2 separate regions of the Ovis aries genome follow, and region 1 is linked to region 2. The links are chromatin contacts, called in public Hi-C maps. All regions are on one chromosome and are shown on one strand. The core of a region is the stretch at or near the end of the contact, and the rest is flanking DNA. Distances in the headings are between cores, read along the strand shown.

The links. A called contact is a pair of places that touch in the nucleus more often than the background predicts.
Region 1: a contact with region 2 is called in a Hi-C map of liver, with 10 times the contacts expected there. The contact joins two enhancer-like sites. A contact is called at or near these places in 14 of 16 Hi-C or Micro-C datasets (blood, hypothalamus, liver and 7 more).

The regions. Positions count from the first base shown.
Region 1 is chr4:71,618,088-71,622,922 of ARS-UI_Ramb_v3.0, reverse strand. No RefSeq gene overlaps it. Among named protein-coding and RNA genes, the nearest start is that of MIR148A, 53 kb to the right of the region's middle. Within about 2 kb of position 3,367, at least 8 of the 54 cell types and tissues checked have an H3K27ac peak or open chromatin away from gene starts, as enhancers often do. A contact at or near this core is called in liver and tail adipose tissue, where this site is marked.
Region 2 is chr4:71,181,991-71,186,357 of ARS-UI_Ramb_v3.0, reverse strand. SNX10 (sorting nexin 10) reads left to right here. Exons shown (of 6, transcript XM_060415039.1): 2 at 3,854-3,940. Among named protein-coding and RNA genes, the nearest start is that of SNX10, 50 kb to the left of the region's middle. Within about 2 kb of position 1,992, at least 7 of the 54 cell types and tissues checked have an H3K27ac peak or open chromatin away from gene starts, as enhancers often do. A contact at or near this core is called in liver and tail adipose tissue, where this site is marked.

The DNA of each region.
Region 1 (4,835 bases), core at 2,118-4,617, 440 kb before region 2:
TCCAGCCAGTAGAATATGAATAGAAAGAAGTGAGATACCCCACTTCCAGGCCTGCCCATCTCACATGCAATCCTTCACTCCCTCTTTCTACCTGTCTCAATCTAACAACTAATTTCAATGCCCTGGGGATGAAGGAAGCCACAGAACAAAAGATGTTTGCATTGCTGAATCACTGCATGAAAGGTACCCACCAGACAGACTTTAAATGGTTCAACAAGCAAGATGTAACTTCTGCTGTGTTAAACCACTATAATTTGGGGTTGTGGGTTAGTTTGCTTTCAATACATAATAATAAGACAAGGAAAGACGATGGCATCTTGAAGGCTTCCATTCACCCACCCAGGGGCCTTAGGCCCTTATTCTAGTTCTCAGATCATAAACTTGTCACAACCGTCCTGGGCATCATTAAAAGATAAGCATTGAACCAAATGATCTTTAGGGTCTTTCTGTGGTCTGAGAGATGAAGTGAAGTTGCTCAGTCATGTCCACCTCTTCGCCACCTCATGGACAGTAGCCTGCCAGGCTCCTCCATCCATGAGATTTTCCAGGCAAGAATACTCGAGTAGGTTGCCATTTCCTTCTCCAGAGGATCTTCCCAACCCAGGGAAGAAAAAGTCCTATAATTCTGTGGTGCCCTCCCTCACCCACTGCAGTCCCTGCCACCCCCCACCCCCACCCCCACTACCCATCCTTATATGCAGGATCACAGCTGCCTGGACCAGGAAAGACTCAGTTCAAACTCTGATCTGCCCAAGTTTCCTTCCCACGCGACACCTTTCCTCCACCTGCCGGGTACCCCTCTCAACCACAACATGAGATGTAAGATGTGCCATCAAGGGAAGGAGTGTCTCCAAATAGCTCACCCCTGGATGTCACAACCTCCCCTGTCCCACTCCTGCCTCCTCTGTGATCTGCATGGGAATCAAAATACCTTCCACAGGAGTAGAGTTGACCATAGACCAAGACCTCAAAAGTGGTCAAGCATCAGAATAAATGGAAAGGAATTCTGCTCTTTGAAAGAAATGGTTCGTCACATAGTGTCACTTTGACATCTATAAAAGATTATACTTAAGATAGTAAGAATATCTTCAATAGTTCCTGTGACATCATTTTCTGTCCCTGAATACGATGTGTGCAACATGAAGATAATGTTAATACGGAGAAAGTCTGCAGAGGGAGGGTTTTAATCACACAGACTACCAGAGCAGTCAGGAAGGAGTGTGGTGTTTGCTGCATTTGTGATTCCAGCTGGGGGCCCTATGCTGGGATGAATCTCGCCCTCTTCTGGCCTTGCTTGGCACTTTCAGAAATGAGATGTGAACACTGCAAATCGCTCCTGCTGCTGCCTACCTGCTTCCTGAGCTCTGCACCTGGGGGCAGGGAGCCTGTCGTCCCTGTGGCTCATGGTGCCCACGGGGCCCACAGCAGGGTGTTTTGAATCGGATACTGCTGGGATATCTAAAAGAACCGGTGAGGGATGAAACCTGGGTTTTTGAAAGTTGTGACAAATTAGGGGGCAGATATAAAAATCCAGGACTCCTATGCCGGTGGTACTAGATTTCTGGATGTGTCAGAAAAGACAGGAACAGAGGAGGGAAACCTGTCAGCTGAGCAGGGACACCATTAATAGTGTCCCTTAATAGTGTCACTTAATAGTACACCATTACATTTTAACCTAAATCTGATGAACTATTATGATGAACACTGTTTGGGGGCGGGCCCCTGATTTTCCTCCTTTCCCTTGGTCTATTACACTTTCACTGATCTCAGGAGGAGGTGGCGTGGACAGCAGGGGGATGTCTGTCCCAGACTTGGCCATTCAGAATCCCTCCTTCTCCGCCAAAATCACTGGCCATATAAATCCATCCCTGGGATTATCTGCTGAACCATGACCCCTGTCCCTGCTTCCACTCTTCCAGGCTGTAAACGAAAGAATCCTGACCATTCAAGCTATTGACAGGACCCATAATATGTATTGTTCTAATGCATTAGCACCTGATGCAACCCAAATTATGAATTACCATAATTACCAAGGGTAAAATCCAAGGTTAATGATGAAACAAATTAATGCATACTTAAAATATATAAACGTGTTCTATAACTACTACAAGATGAAATAAGGTTAATTAAAGTAATTTTCAAAATATTAACAGCACCACAGTTCCAGCGAGTGCAGGAACATTATCAGCACGTTTGAATCATTAAAGGATTTAAACAATTTATAGAGCCATGGAGAGAGCACTTATATTTTCGAAGGTCAAAAAAAGGATGCACTCTTCAGCTTTCTTGTGTTGTGTGCGAGCCTATTTTGGTTTTCACACACTGCGGCATTATTATACTTAAGATTTAAGCTGCTCTGATATTATTTCTAGTAAATAGTAGATTTTTACTTATGAAAGAGGTTATCTTGCCTATAGGAAAAATAATTGATTAAGTTTAACTGTTCATAAATGGACAGTTATTTGTAGGTACTTAAACATGAAGATCTATCCAAGTGCAGTCATTTGTCATTTTTACTGCTCATCTGACTGCGTATAAGCGCACAACTGAGTTCAAAATGGTGAAGCTTTCTATAGAGCTACTGCTGCTTTGATTGATAATGAGAAGATAGAGCCACCATTTTTAATTTTTAAAATGCAAGATTATTCTGGAGTAAATTAACCTAATCACATAGCACAAGTAAATTAATGTCACTTCATTACCTAATAGCAAAAATAATATTAACCTAAAGAATCTAAATCCACTTCTGACACATATTCAATTTTTATAATGTTACGTTGACAGTTTTTTTCTGGATTATATGTGGTGGTTTTCAACATCAGCTGCTCTGCTAATTGGAAATTCTGGGAGTGAGAGCACAAATATGCCTGTGGTGTGGAAGAAGGCTGCTTCAGGAATTGATCCAGCTGTACCACACCTCAGACACCACTCCACTAAAACACCACTGAGTAGTTTGCGTGGCCGGTCTGCCATAAATTCACCCAGTGAGAAAGTCTCAGGGCTTTCACTCCTGTGGCATAAGTGGATTTTTTTCCCCAAGCAGCCCACCTGGAGTTCTCATTTGAAGAGTTCAAGCTCTCCAGCTCCTTGACACCCCCAACACTGTGTGTGCTGCGAGAGTCCAACAGTGTCTACACCATCTTCCCCTGCACCCTGAGGGGGTCTAGATCGTCCCCAAACCGGGCTCCACACGTGGGTCACACAGGCTGGAAGAAAGTCCCTGAACTCACAAAATGTCTCCTCAGCCTTAACAGCTAGCAAAGTTGGGAAATTTATGTTGCAACCTTGAGAAAGGCAAAGTAAATACAGAGCACGCCAGCTATTTGTTTTCCTGTTGATGAATTCTCCAAGTTCAGACTGGAAGCCCTCCAAGGACTAAAGTCTCCTCCCAGAGTGGAATGTTAACCCCGAGTCCTTCGGCTGCTTTCCCTCTGGGTCTGTACTTCTCTTTCTTCCCTCTAGAAAGTCCCAAATTATCTCTGGGCTTTTGCTTGCTGGGGATGTTGTTCAGGGCTGAGTCTGCTTCTCCTGATCCCACAGGACAAGCCAGGGCCAAAGACAGTGAAGGCAGAAACCACGTGACTACTCGGTAGAGGAACTTTCAAGAAGTTCTCGTAGCAAGGCTTCCTAGAGCCCAGCTCCTGCACATTTAGTGGAACTGGCTCAGCTCATGCAAGAGAGTCAATTGTTTGGAGCCAAAACTTTCTAGCTTTAAGTATTTACCACACACTCTATTGCAAATCTTATATCATAAATCTTGTATCATCTTCTCCTTGGTAACGTAACAAATTAGTCCTCCATTTGTTTGGTTTTCTCTTTATATGAGCTAGTTTACAGACTAGCATAGGTAAAATGATGGTTTTAAATACTAACCATTATTTGTTGTCAGTGTTTACTCTGTTTTTACTATATTTAAAAAGTTAAATAGAATTTTTCCTCACTATAAAATTGCTACATGCTCTATATGGAACATGAGAAATGACTAAAAATTTAAAAATATTATTTATAATTTCATTACCCACAGTTAAGCATTGTTAACATTTCCATAAATTCTTTTTTTTTCCTCTGGTAGCTGCACTATCTTGATGCTGACTTTTTTCATTACATCTTATATTATGAATATCTTCTCAATGTTTATTTACTGCCAATAATCTTTAAAATGAGGTTTTTAATGACTTTGCTAACATTTCATCATTGGAATGTATCATAATACTCTTAACTAACCTCCTATTGGTGGATATTATAAGTAACATTCCAGTAAACACATTCCTATGTAAATCTTTAGTCACATATCCTTAGTATTAATTCCTTAGGATAGATTCCTAGAAGTAAAATTACTGGGTAAACATGTAGAGGAGCAGTGTTAATACATTTCACCAAACTCTTTTTTCCAATGCTTGTCCATTTATGCTTCCACCAGCAGTGACTGAGATGCTCTAGTTAGCTGTGTTTTCATCCACGTGGAAAACTGCTGTTTTCCTACCCTGGTCAATACAAGAGATACCTCTGCTGTCGAAACAGGTGGTGTGGCCCAGGGATAGGCAGGGCTGTAATCTGGGAATCAGGAGGCCTGGGCTTGAATGTAGGCTCTTCCATTAGTCAGCTCTGCAACTCTGTGGAAAACCCTCAGCAGGAAGAATGAAAAATTGAAACAGTAATGACTGCCCACATGAGATAATAAATATGAAAATGTTTTGTAAATGTAAAATGTAAGGGTTTCTCTTTGCCGCTAAAGAACTTGCCCACCAATGCAGGAGACATAAAGAACAAGGGTTCAATCCCTGGGTTAGGAAGACCTTCTAAAGGAGGAAATGGCAACCCACTCCATATTCTTG
Region 2 (4,367 bases), core at 743-3,242:
AAAATGAAAGAACCAGATGATGACAATAAAGGAAAAAGCAGAAAGCGAGATGAGGACTGCAGTGCAGGCAGAGAGAACAGCGTGTTCAGAGGCGTGCAGGGGTGAAATGACCTATCATGTATGGTGACCCAAGCTTCGTCTTTGGAGATAAGTAGCGTGAAAATCATGAAAGGCTGTATTGTGCTAGCTACAGAGTTTGAACTTGATCTTGAAGGTCATGGGACAGGTTTGTAGGATTTTCAGCAGGAAAATGACATCATCAGATGTGTGCTTTGGAACTGTTCTTGTTTTAGTATGGGGGATGAATTGGATACAGGCCCAGAGATCAATTAGTAGCACTTGCATTAACATTGGGCATGCTATCCGTCCTTGGGTCAGAGCACTCACAGAGGGAATAGAGTGGTGTGTGTATCAGAGGAGTGTGAAACTGCAGGACTTGGTCAGCGAGTCAAAGACAGAAGTCTGGGGACTCTGGATTTTTGGCTTGGGTTGCTGGGGATGAGATGAGGAGGAGGATGTGGGAAGGGTGTGGACTCTGTGCACTAATGGGATTTTCAAGTGAACCTTCTGGGCAGGAGGCTGGATATGTGGGGAGATGCCTGGACCGAGATGGAGAGAGAATCATCAGTTCGTGCTGTGTGCTTGAAACCATATGTTTGGATGAGGTCACCCTGGAATGGTAACAGGATGTGAAGAACAGCAGCTTGGGATGGCTCTCAGGGCCACAGAGATGTGGAAGGGAATGAGAAGGAAGGAAGCTTACCATTTAGCACTTCAACCAAGTTAAAGATTTTCAGGACTGAGAAAGTATTTGGAGACTTAGCACCATAGTTAATTTTGAGTGTGCATTTTGAGTGTGCCTCCAACTCAAAATACGCTCTCATCGGAGCCTGCATTGCTGTGTTCTTAGGAGATTTTTTTTTTTTCCCAGCTTAGTTTTAGAATCTGTTTTCAACATATCCTTCCCTACAGAAAGATTAGATGTAATGAGTATTAATAAAGGTAGAATCTGAGAATTCTAACCCATTAAGATGAGGGAACTAGGTTCCTTACTGTAATTTGTCATTATGATATTCATTCCTTCTACAAATATTATGAGGGGCCTGCTCCGAGCAAGTCCTGTGAAATCTTCAGGTCTCTGCCTTTTACTGAAAAATTACAGTATTAAAGTATTTGCTACTAGGTTCTTAAATTAATAAATTTGTACTTGAAAAAGATAATTGTGTTAGCGTTTCTGAATTGCTTATTACCAAGGTCTATGGGAAGACCTTCATGCTTTGGGTTTATAAGCACTTTCCTGTCTATATAATATTTGACTTCATGTAGCACAATAAAATTTTCCTGCTGCTTTCACAGGTATTTTATAATTTGATCCTCTTAATGAACAGCTGAGATAGGTTGGATAGCCATCATTCCTATTTTCCTGATGTAGAAACAGAGGCTCAGTGAATAAGCACATAATTTAGGAAGTAAGTGAACAAGAATTCACCCCTGGTCTTGTGACCATAATTTCAGTGTTCTTTCCATGAAAAGGGACATATTACTCAAAGTTTAGATGTTAGTAGTTGGGCAATAGCAGACAAACAGGGGGGAAAAGTTCTGATTTTTTTGAGAAATATTTGTCATTACTACCATCTTCAATTAATAATATGTTGAGTGGTCAAGGAGTCTGTGATGCTGTAGTAACTGTGGATTCTATAATTTTAGTTCAGAAACCCTTTTTTAAATGACAGGTTTGTATAAAATTGGCAAATGCATTTGTTTGTCTTTTCGTTTTTGTTTAACCTGGGGAAAGGCTCACTATTTCAGTAACGGGTGTGTGTCTTCTGCTGTTAATGTGGAACACTGAACTGTTGGAAATATTTAATTTTCCCTGTGGGATTTTCAAGAACTTCTGCTTCTCCAGTGGAAAAGTGGAGCTGCCAGCACCCTGTGAGGGAGTGTGGCCTACATGTGACTGGTTGACTAGGAGACTTCTCCCTTAGTCCGGCTGAATGGGGGCAGGATAACCTTGGTAGCCCTTGTCAACATTCTGTCTTGCCCTGAGTGTATGGGGACACTTTAGAGGGTTAGATGTGGTCTACCCTGGACTCTGATCTTCTCTCCTATCCTTAACCTATTTGTCCCTCTGTTTATTGATTCACTGATGATTGATTCATTCCTTCTAAGAACTATGGGTGTGTGAAAAGCACTGCGGGAAAATGAGTTACGTACACACTCTGGTAGCAGATGGCGGTGAAATGTGTCCTGAGGGCAGGGTGCCTGGGTTCTGTTTCATTTCTGCCCCTGGGCGGAATCTGCTTTACACTGAACCAGCTACACTTTATGTAAGAGGGGCTCTTATCAACAATTGTTTTTATAATCCTTCTTATAATTAAGAATGTGTGTTTAAGAAATAATGGCCAAAATGTTTAGAACATTGCTGTATTGTTGCCTTGTTTTTATTGTCTGTCTTCTAAATGACTTTAAAAATACATAATGAAAAGATTTCAAAATAAGTCTTTTTGGAGCATTAAGTCGTCACCTCTGTATGCGTATTGAGAACAAGCAGTTGGGTAGAAATCTCCAATGCAAGAACAAAGTATTACTTTAGAAGGTGAGACTTACAGGTAGCAAAAGCTGTTTAAGGGAATGTGGACTGTCTTTCTCCCTTTCTGTTAATTTTCTGTCTTGCACACTCTCATTTTATTATCTGCATAACAGAATGGAGGTTCTTTGTCCAGAAAACTCCATAATATTTCTTCTGCTGCTGCTCTGGAGGATTGACAGCCTGCTTCTCAGATGTGCTAAAGCAAAGCAGTAGAAATGCCTACAATTTCAGTCCTGAAGTCTTTTTTCTTCTTCAAAACAAAAGGTTAAAAATATGTAAAATGAAATTCAGTTAGCAAATTTATAATCACCAAATGAATTAATGATACTTTCAAAGATTATCATGCCAAACATAACAATTTTTTGTTGTACATGTTTTCATATTTTAAAATTAAGCTGATGTAGTGAAGAGCACTTTTTCAAAAAGTATTTTAAAATTTACCCCGTGTTTCCTGTTCTTATTATCTTTAAAAAGGAATAAAATGATCTACTCTGTATTTTTTTAACTTCTCTAACTTTTACCTATAACATGAGGTTGTTATGAAGAAGTAGTTTACCACATGGGAAAGTGTATTTTAAGAATAGAAACATATGTTAAAAGTACCCATCTTTCTGTTCATATTACTAAGTTAGTATTGCTTATTCTCAGGCATGGGGTGCGCAAAAGTGATTTTCAGCCCTCCTTGCTTGCTTTTCACACGACCTTTGTCACTCTTTCTTGTTAGTGTTCTAGCAAGTAACTTATCTGGAGAAGGACATGGCAACCCGCTCCAGTGTTCTTGCCTGGAGAATCCCAGGGACGGGGGAGCCTGGTGGGCTGCCGTCTCTGGGGTTACACAGAGTCGGACACGACTGAAGCGACTTAGCAGTAGCAGCAGCAAGTAACTTATCAGGCAGGGCCTGTAGTTTTAATGCAGAGAAATGAAATGACCTTTTTTAAAACTTGATAAAAATGTGAACCTATTTTTCATGATTAAAAATTGAAAATCAGTTTCAGAATACTCTGTTCTTATTGTCTTCATATAACCTGTAAAACCAAATCGAGCCCAGCTCAGTTTTGCATTATTGTAAAAATTCCATTTGTGGCAATAGTGTTTTTTGGACTTCCTGTGGTGCTTGATTCATTAACTTCTTGTTTTTTTAAAGGATTACAACCACATAAGTTAAAGCGCCTTTCAGTTTTGTTCTAGTACAGTCATTTCTCTCAGCCCTTCGGAGCCCTACTTGCAGTTTGGAAACATATTTCTTTGTGATGCCCTTACAGGAATTTGTAAGTGTCTGGGTTCGAGATCCTAGGATTCAGAAGGAGGACTTCTGGCACTCTTATATCGACTATGAGATATGTATTCATGTAAGTATGCCATCAATAGTACATAGAAATCATAGTAATTTTTAGGTAGCATTCATTTGATGGGTACTACGATATAAGTGAAATTTATAAAAATGTTTCTAATTCAAAGAACTGAATTTGAATGATTGCAACTAATGCTTGTCTCTTAAATGAAGTAATATGATGGTTCCTAAAGTTGAAAAATGGACTTATTTGAATTCCTCGTTGTACCTTTGTTAATATTAATATTTTAATGTTTATTGCCTTCATGTTGAAGATGTGAAACATCTAAAATTCACAGAGTTTTTATAGCTCATTAATGGTATTTCTTTATGATCTGTTATGGCATATTTCTGCAGACTATATTACCTGATAAATCTTAAGTTCTGGGAGGATGTTGAGTTCTCTGGAAAAGAGATGTGCAGTGTTTTATATGTAGAACAGAAAA